Regions from separate parts of the Zea mays genome. Here regions 2 and 3 are each linked to region 1. Evidence: chromatin contacts called from public Hi-C data. All regions are on one chromosome and are shown on one strand. The core of a region is the stretch at or near the end of the contact, and the rest is flanking DNA. Distances in the headings are between cores, read along the strand shown.

Region 1 (3,391 bases), core at 726-3,225:
TGTAATGAGTGCACGGTACGGTGCGTGCTTGTTCTGTGTGTTTTGTGCATGGCCAGGCCACGCCACTCACCACTGTTGGATGGGTGCATATCATTGCGCGCAGGCCCCGGCTCGCATCCCGAGGCCCTACACTACACCTACTGTGGTGGGGACTGGGGATCATCGCTGTTCTCGTCGGCTGTGCGCGAGGATGGTAGGTAAGGTACTAATAGACAGTTAGACACACAATGTCATACTCACTCAATAAAAAATGTCCTATAATCATACTTATTATCCATTATAGGTACTACAAAATTTCGCTATACTTATACCCACCATAAATAACGGGTAGCAATCGAATATCCATACCCACTAACATTATAGTATACATGATCATTTGAATAGTAAAAGTAAGTACCAAACATAAAATGTTGAAACCAGATACCTCATTAATATTGAAAGATGCTAAAATGATATATTAATTTTGTACCACAAATTCATTGAACCCAACGTATTTTTATTATAATGCTAACAACATTAAATATTAAATTAATACATCATAGAAGCCTATGCATGAGAAAGAACAAGCTCTTTAATTTAGACCTAATTGTTAGCGGGTTTCTTATCAGGTTGTCGATATGGGGCAAGAGAGAACATATACCCATACTCATCATACCTGGTGGGTATAACAAATGACCTAAAATACTTATGGATATCAAAATTCGCCATACTTGTGTCTAATATGTTTTTTACTCATCAGCTATCGGTACCTATTGTCATGCCTACCGTAACCATGTGTCTTCATCTAGCAATACGCACTGCTGGCTACTGCTAGATAGTATACAACTACACATACATACATGCACATGCTTTGTTTTCACGGTTCCTCCGTTCGGCCGTTCCTGCCCGTGGGCCGTGGCCGGCTGGCCGCCTCGTCCCGTCGTCGGCCCCTCCTGCGTTTTAAACCCCGGCCGGCCCGTTCCCCGCCTCAAGATTTTTACCGATAGGGCTTCATTCCACCACTAGCAGTATACGTACGCGGTACGTACACATTTGCTACCTGCGTGTGACCGTGTCGTTGGCCGCAGCAGCACGAGAACCACAACTGCAGCGTTATCAGCTGACATGCGCACATTCTACGAGACGATTAGTTTCAGAGAGACGGAGAGTCCAAAACAAGCATGAGAATTAACGCCGTGCTTAATTTCTGGAGCACCCCAAAAAAATCGAAGCAGGCAGTACGGGGTAGTTAAAGGTCTTCCCTCTTCCGGTCAAAGCCGGTCAAGAGGCAACAATAATGATGAGTGAAGCCGACACGCGGGCCCGCGCCTTCCTTGTCACGCGCGACCGTGGCCCCACCCACCACCACCAAGCACCCCCGCGGTGACGGCTGACGCGCGTGCCCACCTCACCTGACGCCTGCTGCCTGCTGGTGGTCCCTCTCGTCAGCTTCTGACCCCGTGTGGGTGTGCCCCGTCCGCTTTTTGCCGGCTCGCGCCAACGCCCACCAAACCAAAACAAAACCCATCTTTGTGGAACATATATATGCCGGTTGTCAATCAGGTCAAGATTAGTATTCACTAAATACTAATAGCATATCACAGTTGTTTCTTTCCACAATTTTAGAATCAAAAGTGGCTGAGCGTGTGCTGTTGTTGGATGGTACCACGAGACTGCGCAAAATCTCTTTGGTTCGAGAACAAACCGACCAAGTTCAAGCCAAACTCTAGTGCTGACATGACCCAACAACAAATACCTAAGCAGCTGCTCGACACAGTACGTACGTACTGCTGGTGCTGGTGCCGGTGCCCGTGCGAAAGCGAGGAGCGAGCAGACACCTGTACAAAAGAAATACAGGCAGGAATACCAGGGGCGGAATACCAACAAGCGGCGGTTTATATACATACGCCACCAGCATCTTTAACACCACCGCTGCGCTAATCCGCCATTCAAACGAGATTAGCACAAAAAAAAAACAATAAACAAACAGAGGAAGCAGCGCAGTCGGAGGCAGTGAGGTGAGCTCGCCCTCCTGCTCCTGCTCCTGCTCCCGCAGCTGCGCTGTGCTGCCATCGCTTTCCCCTCCTCCCAGTCCCACCCCCAGATTCGCATGCGCGCTTCCCTCTCCACCGCCACAGGCACAGCGTCAGCGCCTAGCTTAGCCAGCTCGCCGCCGCAATGGCGACCGCGTCGGAGGACGAGGCCGCCTCGGACCGCTGCAGCGGCAGCTACAGCCCCAGCGCCGATGTCAGCGAGTCCGAGACCTCCAGCGACTGCTCCGCGCCCACCACCCGCCGCTTCGCCTCCTCTTCCTCCGCCTCCGCCTCCGCCTCCGCCACCGTCTCCCGCCGCCTCGCGTCCTCCTCCTCGTCGCTGCCCACCCCGGCATCGGCCGCCGCCTTCTACCTCTCCAAGCCACCCTCCTCCGACCTCTCCGGTAAGCGGGCCTCCTCCTCCGCCTTTTGCTTGGATCTCACTCCAAAACCCTCCTCTTGTTCTTTCCCCTCACAGCAAGTTCCTATCCTTGCCCGTGCGCTTCTGTGGCGCCAGAGATCGACATGATGAAGGAGCGCTTCGCCAAACTCCTGCTCGGCGAGGACATGTCCGGCAGCGGCAAGGGCGTCTGCACCGCGCTCGCCATCTCCAACGCCATCACCAACCTCTCCGGTACGCTCGAGCCGCCGTGCTACTCCACCCGCATTGCCCGGATTTCTGATGGTTTCCCTGTCCAGCCACCGTGTTCGGCGAGCTGTGGAGGCTGGAGCCGCTCGCGAAGGCGAGGAAGGCGATGTGGACGCGGGAGATGGAGTGGTTGCTCTCCGTCTCCGACTCCATCGTCGAGCTCACCCCCTCCATCCAGGAGCTCCCCGAAGGCGGCGGCCAGTTCGAGGTCATGGTCCCGCGCCCGCGCACCGACCTCTACATGAACCTCCCCGCGCTCAAGAAACTCGACGCCATGCTCCTCGCCATGATTGACGGGTTCAAGGGGACGGAGTTCTGGTACGTGGACAGGGGGGTTATGGTCGAAGACAGCGGGGGGCCATTCCCGTCCTCCTCCTCGTCATCGTCTTGTGGCCGGCCGTCGGTGCGGCAGGAGGAGAAGTGGTGGTTGCCCTGCCCACGAGTGCCACCCAAGGGGCTGTCCGAGGATTCGAGGAGGAAGCTGCAGCAAAGCAGGGATTGTGCAAACCAGATACTGAAAGCAGCCATGGCGATTAACAGCGATGTGCTCGCAGAGATGGAAATCCCCGAAATGTACCTGGAGACACTGCCCAAGGTAAAATACTTACAGCTACGGATTCACTGGTACCAGCTACTTATATGATATATCTCTTGCTATCCATGTGGTGTGCTTGCTACATTGTACTTAAATCCATGGTTATGAAACGACCAATTGTATAAAATCCCGGTG
Region 2 (3,350 bases), core at 725-3,224, 130 kb after region 1:
GCCATCGGTGGGACGTCTTGAGTCCTGTAGAGGTAGTATCGTGGCCGTTGGAGAAGTGCCTTGAGCCCTGTAGCAGTACAGCTGTTGGTGCTGTATGGATCCTGCTGATGTCTCCTTGCTTCCATAGGGGGCTTGAGAACCACCGACGTCATGGTTGCATGCAGGAAACCACCATCGCCTATTATCGGGGTAAGCTGGATGGGACGCCGGTCTTGTTCCTTCGTAGCCTGAGCTAGCTAGGAGTAGGGTAATGATGCATCCCTTGTGGCGTGGTTGATCCGAGCCTAAGGTCGGGCGAGGTGGCGACTCCTCCGAGGCCGAGGCCGAGCCCAAGGGTCGGGCGAGGCGGAGATTTCCTCCCGAGGCCGAGGCCGAGGCCGAGCCCTGGGGTCGGGCGAGGCGGAGCTTCCTGTTACGCCCGAGGCTGAACTCGACCGTTGTCGGTTTCGCCCGGGTGGTTGGCACAGCAGCCGGAGCATGACGGGCGGCGCTGTTTTCCTGTCAGATCGGTCAGTGAAAGGGCAAAGTGACTGCGGTCACTTTGACCTTGCCGACTGGGGCGCGCATGTCAGGATAAGGTGTCAGGCGACCTCAGCATTAAATGTGCATGCAACACGGTCGGCTGGTAAGGCGATTTGGCCAAAGTCGCTTGCACGACAAGGCTTGCCTTTGGCTAAGCCGAGGGTGCGCTCACTGTCTGAGGAGACCCTTGGGCAAGACGTGGATTCGTCCAGGACCACTGTTCCGCCCGAGGCCGGGCTCGGGCGAGGTGAGATCGCGTCCCCTGGTAGACGAAGCCTTGACTTTGACCTGAGCCATCAGTCTTCACGGTTTGCTCTGAAGGTGTTTACCAGCCGTGATTAGGAGTGGTGGGGGTACCCCTAATTACGGTACCCGACAGCCGCCATCGCTTGATCCTGGGGGAGCGTCACCGTCGATCGCCCTCCTCGATGCGCCACCGCCGCTGGCCCGCCGGGATCGTCGCCGCTCGCTCGCCCGAGAGAACCGCCGCCCCCGCCGAAACCTAATCCCTGATGGCCTGGTGGTGTTTTTATAGCCAAACGAACCTGGTGCGGCTAAATCGGATGGCACCGTTGAGCCAAGGCTTTCTCTAATTTATGGAAGCCCAGGGCTATATGTATATGTATATGTATATATATGAGGGGTACAACCGATTGCGGGCACCAACAATCGAGCCAATCAATCTATATTTTATTACTTTACATTCTTGCTCTAGGAGTAGCAATAATGTAGCCTTCTTCATCCTCATTTTCACTTCTCTTCGACTCTACATCGTCTGGAGCCGTTTTGAGTGGTCTGCCGAGCCAAGACAAACCATAGGATCTTTGCTCCCTGACGGGTCCCTGCCGGAGGTGAGATTCAGGTGATGTTGGCGATCGCACATCGTTCCTGTGTATACGTGGATCGTCTTGCTCAACGCAGGAAGACCCGCTTCTGCCATAGGGTTGCGGACCGTCCGTACCGCCACAGAGAGCAGCGTTGTCAGTACACCTTGTTAGTGATTGTATCAGATCGACACCAACATCTAGGAACAAGGATGACCAAAGAAAAATGAACACATTGCTACTAATCCAACCATCTAGTAGACGTTCACGATGTATATACACTCACCTATATAGAATTATGTACGTAAACTCTAATTCTATGAATACTTTCGAAGTTAGGCTGATAATTTTTAAGACATGACTGATAAAGTTACCACAAATATCTTGCTATCAATAGAAATATTATCTATCACTAAAAACACAAAGTCGTTAAATTACCTAATATCAGCTTCTATACAAAGTCAGACCCTACAAGCCCTCTCTTTCAAGCGCCTCTTCAAATATCAATCCCGGGCAGCCTGTGCTTTCCTCGTGAATATTGTGTTGGGCCAATCCAGCCTCTCATCTCATTTCTGTGTCTTTGGGCTGCGATCGGATGATGGACTTAGGCACACGTGACTGGTGGACTAGACAGGAAAATCCCAAGTTACGACGACTTCCCCGAGACGACGGCGTAACAAGGGGGGAAAAAAGGAAAGGGGATCGCCATGGCAGCGTCGCCGCAGCAGCAAGGCCAGGGCGGCCCTGGCAGCGGCGGGTGGACTCCCGAGCAGTTCTGGTCGCTGCTGGACAAGGCGGACCGCCGGTTCGCCCGGGTGCGAGACCTGCCCTCCTTCGGCCGCCAGGAGCCCGACGAGTTCGCCAAGGCCTTCCGCGCCTACACCCAGCTCTGGCGGATGCAGCAGGAGCACCGTCACCGTCTTCTCGACGCGGGCCTCCGCCGCTGGCAGGTCGGCGAGATCGCCGCCCGCATCGCCCACCTCTACTACGCCCAGTACCAGCGCACCGCCGACACCGCGCTTCTCTCCGAGGCGTTCGTCTTCTACCACGCCGTCCTCGACCGCGCCTACTTCCAGGACGCCGACCACCACCTCGCCCCCGCCAAACACCTCCGCTTCCTCGCCAGGTTCCTCCTCGTCGCACTCCTGCTCGGCAGGCGTTCGCACACCGTCCCGCGTCTCGCCTCGGACATACGCACGCTCTTAGATGACTCCAAAAAGTCCTTCCAGGTGTGTCCCGCTGTAATTCCACTTTCCACACTTAAATTCGATTGATCCAGTTAACCTGATCATCGATCTTGACTCTCGTAGGATGCCGAATACAAGGAGTGGAAGCATGTCGTGCAAGAGATCGCGAGGTTCCTGCGAGCTGACTCACCATTTATGAACATGAGGCCGCTCAGGTACAGCTATGCATTCGATCCGCCCCCGGACACGCTTCGTACTGTGCCAACTACTGTCAAGAAGCGAGGTCTCGTCTTAAGTGACACCATACTTTGCAGCTACTATCCTAACGAGGTAATGCTTCCGCATCTTCCTTGCATACATCTACTTATGCCTGTGCTTCATTGTTCTTTTGGGTGGTGGTGGAGGGTTAGTACCGAGGAGGTGAGGAAGTAATCTCACTGTGGTTCATCCAGGTCAAATTTACAGACCTCTCCATAGATGTATTCAGAATGGTTCAGTGCCTCGAATGGGAACCATGTGGTTCATTTGCGCTAAACGATGGTTACAGCGCCCATGATGAAAGTGGACAAAATCAACCCAATCTATTGAAAGATTTAAGAGATGCTGCACTGCCCCCGAATCCACTTAAGACAATTCTCTATCGCCCTTCGGTAACACATTTCCTAACGGTAAGTTCAGCTTTCAGTTTCTGTTTGTCATTTGGCATTGCTTTTTCTCCTATTTTTCTAGAATTAATCTGTTCCTTGTAGTCACTTATCTTGCATCTGAGTAAAAGAAAACTTCTATGCTCACTACCATCTTTGGAAGCTCTAGGGTA
Region 3 (3,306 bases), core at 681-3,180, 220 kb before region 1:
TCTGAGTGTTGAACTTGCTCTCCGACAACACTCTTCTCTACTACATGCACGTCATGCTCCAAGCTGCTCCCACTACTGCTGGCCTCAGATGACTTGGACTTGCGGGGCAGTTCATCTCTCGTACTGCTCCTACCATCTTCCTTTGTCGCCTTCCCGTTTCCCATGTAACCCTTCATTGGGTGCTTCTCATCACCATAAGCTTCCTTGACTACCTCCATGTCTTCATCCTCCAAGTCCGGAATCCCCTCCTCCTCGCGCACATCCTTTGAACTCCTGCTGGGAGAGTATGGAGCTGCTGTAGCAGTTGGTTGCTCGTAGTAGCTATCATAAGTTTCAAACGGGTTCAGGAAGTCCCAGGTGGACACCCTGGGAGGAGATGGAGGCGGTGGTGCTGCGGCTGGCTCGCGGGAGGAGGAGGGGATGTCTGCTGGTGGTGCAGGAGCAGAACCACCTCCATAGTAACCACCATAGGCATACTGATTATATGAGCTCGAGCTCTGTGGTGGGTAGGAGTACCCACCACCATAGCCGCGCGGGGGTGGCTGCAGCTCGTCATTGCCGGAATAGTAGTGGACCCTGGCGTTAGTGGCCTGCAGGCGTTGCTCGTGCGAGATTGACGGTGGAGGTGGCTGGCTGCGCGCGTAGTTGATGTTAAAGAAGCTCTGCCCATATCCACCCATGCCACCGTAGCCTTGGTCATAGCCGCCAGCGCCGCCGCCACTGCCCATGCCACCATAGCTCTGGTCATTGTAGCCGGCACCGCCGCCGCTGCCACCACCACCCATGCCCCCATAGCTTTGCCCGTAACCACCGCCGCCGCCGCTGCTCATGCCAATACCGCCATAATCGGGACCAGGACCCGGCCCAGGCCCATTGGCGTACCCGTAGCCGTATCCAGGACCATACGGCGGCGGAGCATACCCGGAGGAATAGGGTGGTCCCATCTGCGGCGGCGGAGGACCAGGCGCCCCGGCTGAGTGGACGACATCCGGGCGGCGGCGAGCCGGGTCGGGCTCTTCGTCGGAGTGGAACTTGATGTGTCCGTCATCGGAATCGGAGTCGTCGTCGGAGAACTGGATATGGCCGTCGTTGGGGGCGATGCGGACCTGCTTGGCGGCGGAGGAGGAGGACGCGATTGCGGGCGGCGGCGGCGACGCGGCGGGGAGGCCGTCGCCCTTCCGCTGCAGCGGGAGGCGGAGCGCGGGCTCGGGCGGCGGCGGCGGCAGCGACTGGACGCCGCGGAGGAAGTCGTGCAGCAGGGCGCCGACGGCGCGCAGCGACTCGGCGTAGGCGTGGTGCGCGTCGGCGAGCATGTAGCGCTGGCGGATGGCCAGCGCCAGGAGCTCGGAGCGCGCCCGGCAGTGCTGCACGGCGTACTCCTCCTCCGTCTTGGACTGGCCGCACCCCATGGCAACCGCCCGCAAGAACCGCCTTTTATTCCTGCCTCACAAAGGAGGAGAGCCCAGTCACAGCGGCGGCGGCGGCAAACGCATGGCGGCGGGTGGTGCGAATCTAAGGGGAGAGCGGCGGGCGGGTGCGGAGGGGAGCAGATCTGGGTGGCGGCTACCTACAGCGGGGGATGGTGGAAGGGACGGGGGCTCGGCCGAGAATCTTCGCCTTTTGGCGTGGGTGCCAGCGGAGAGCGGCTCGTCGCGGTGCGCGCGGCGCAGGTCCTCCTTCTCTTTCTCTGGCCGCGGTGACAGCCTGCGCGCATGCTCCTCCGCGCCCCTCCCCCTCCCGCGGCGGTGGGGGCGTGGGGCTCTTCCGTCGGGCGCGGGGAAAGGCGGGCGGTGGCAACGAGCGAAGCGCTGCGCCGCGAGCGAGTGTTGTGTGCTGTGTTGGGGGGCTCTAGAGTATAGACTGGCTGTGGGCGTTGGTTATGGAGCACGAGGCATCGAGGCGCGTCTGCGCTGCTGCCCTTTTGGTGCGGTGGTTTTACCGGGAAAAAAGGGCTGGGAATCATCTAACGGACGGGGCGGCGGGGGCGGACGAACGAACGGAGACGGAGACGGAGGATCGCGGGGGTGGGGTGGGGCAGCCCAGGGGAGACATCCGTACATTGACGCCTGTCGCCGGCGTGGACGCCTGGATTCTACCCTGCTGCGCGGCCTCTGGGTTGCCGCTGCCAGCCACACGCTGGTGGGGTGCGGCGTGCGGGTGCCGTGCCGCCCCTGCGATGTTTGGTTTCGTGCAGGGTCTGAAGTTTAATCTTTTTATCATGTTTGGTTCAGATACTAAAAATATTTAGAATGTATTAAATATTAAATGACTTATAAAAAGACTAAAATATTCCTTATCGTTCTCTCCTAAAACAAAGGAGAGACCAAAAGATAGAATTAATATTATTTAGTTCCCACCGTTTCCTTTTTCTCTTTTGTGATCTGAGTCACGCGTCTTGTTTTTGTCACGTACGTTGCTGCCATTTTATAACGGTGGCGGCGGCGGCTGGCGTGGAATTTTCTTGTGGGGGCTGGGCGGTCGACGACATCTGATGAGACCTGGTATGAATGGCTGTGTGTGTGGTTTGCTGCAAGCTAAGCAGCTGATCATCATTGACCAGGCGGTGTTTGGTGTGAAGTTTGATGAGTCCAGCCAGGTGCCACCAGCGCCAGGCCAGCCGCCAGTGCCACTGCTGGATTTCGGACCCGGCGGCGGTCGTTTTCCGCTTGTGCGTGCGTGCGATGCGATGCGATGCACCGACGATAATGCTTGATCTTGATAACAAACTATATATGCTGACAAGTCGTTCACGCGACTCGATTGAACTAACAGAGAAGGGAACAATAATTGTTGCATGCAAAAGGCCGGCAGCTAGAGCAAGTACCACCCTGCATGCCACGTTGTGGTGCTGTGGGCTGAAGCAGTGCACCCGCTTTTCTGGTCCCTCGTGAAAAGGCCGTTTTTCCACGACTAGGGATCCGGCAGACGGCAGTACGTAGATAGTCCTCCCTCACTTCACTTTGCTCGGCACTCGGCAGCGCGCGTCGGCAACGGTCTGTTACATCACGCAGGACGGCAGGAGCCCCCACTCGGAGCCGGCGATGCTGGGCGAGCCCTCGGCAAGAGGCTAGGGAGGCTTGGGTTGGGTCGCGCCACCGTCACCCGGCTGGTCGTCGTCCTGGTGCATGGCGCGCATGGCTGCGTGCATGCATGCAGATGCAGATGCAGGCGCAGCGAAACGCCCAGGTCGATATCTGCAGTGCCTGCTGCTTGAGTTTTTTACCTGGCCAGCCGGCCGCCCCCGCCAGTAAAAAAGTCAAAACCGGGGTGGCTGCTCGTCGACCGGCCGCGGCCGGTACAGTGTTC

What was found. Hi-C and Micro-C count contacts between places; a contact is called where the count stands out from the background.
Region 2: a Hi-C map of leaf shows a contact between it and region 1, with 6 times the contacts expected there. The contact joins the promoter of LOC100278709 here to the promoter of LOC100194277 in region 1. A contact is called at or near these places in 12 of 25 Hi-C or Micro-C datasets (bundle sheath, ear, endosperm and 4 more) and 1 of 3 datasets of contacts at active chromatin or transcription factors (leaf).
Region 3: a contact with region 1 is called in a Hi-C map of tassel, with 2.3 times the contacts expected there. The contact joins the promoter of LOC103633153 here to the promoter of LOC100194277 in region 1. A contact is called at or near these places in 2 of 25 Hi-C or Micro-C datasets (endosperm and tassel).

The regions. Positions count from the first base shown.
Region 1 is chr7:153,961,270-153,964,660 of Zm-B73-REFERENCE-NAM-5.0, forward strand. LOC100194277 reads left to right here and starts at 1,976. Exons shown (of 5, transcript NM_001139316.1): 1 at 1,976-2,416; 2 at 2,530-2,646; 3 at 2,712-3,256. The coding sequence starts at 2,158.
Region 2 is chr7:154,094,471-154,097,820 of Zm-B73-REFERENCE-NAM-5.0, forward strand. It overlaps LOC100278709, which reads left to right and starts at 1,975. Exons shown (of 9, transcript NM_001151896.1): 1 at 1,975-2,575; 2 at 2,657-2,863; 3 at 2,986-3,201. The coding sequence starts at 2,054.
Region 3 is chr7:153,741,536-153,744,841 of Zm-B73-REFERENCE-NAM-5.0, forward strand. It overlaps LOC103633153 (protein ALTERED PHOSPHATE STARVATION RESPONSE 1), which reads right to left and starts at 1,931. Exons shown (of 4, transcript XM_008654833.3): 1 at 1-1,931. The coding sequence starts at 1,409.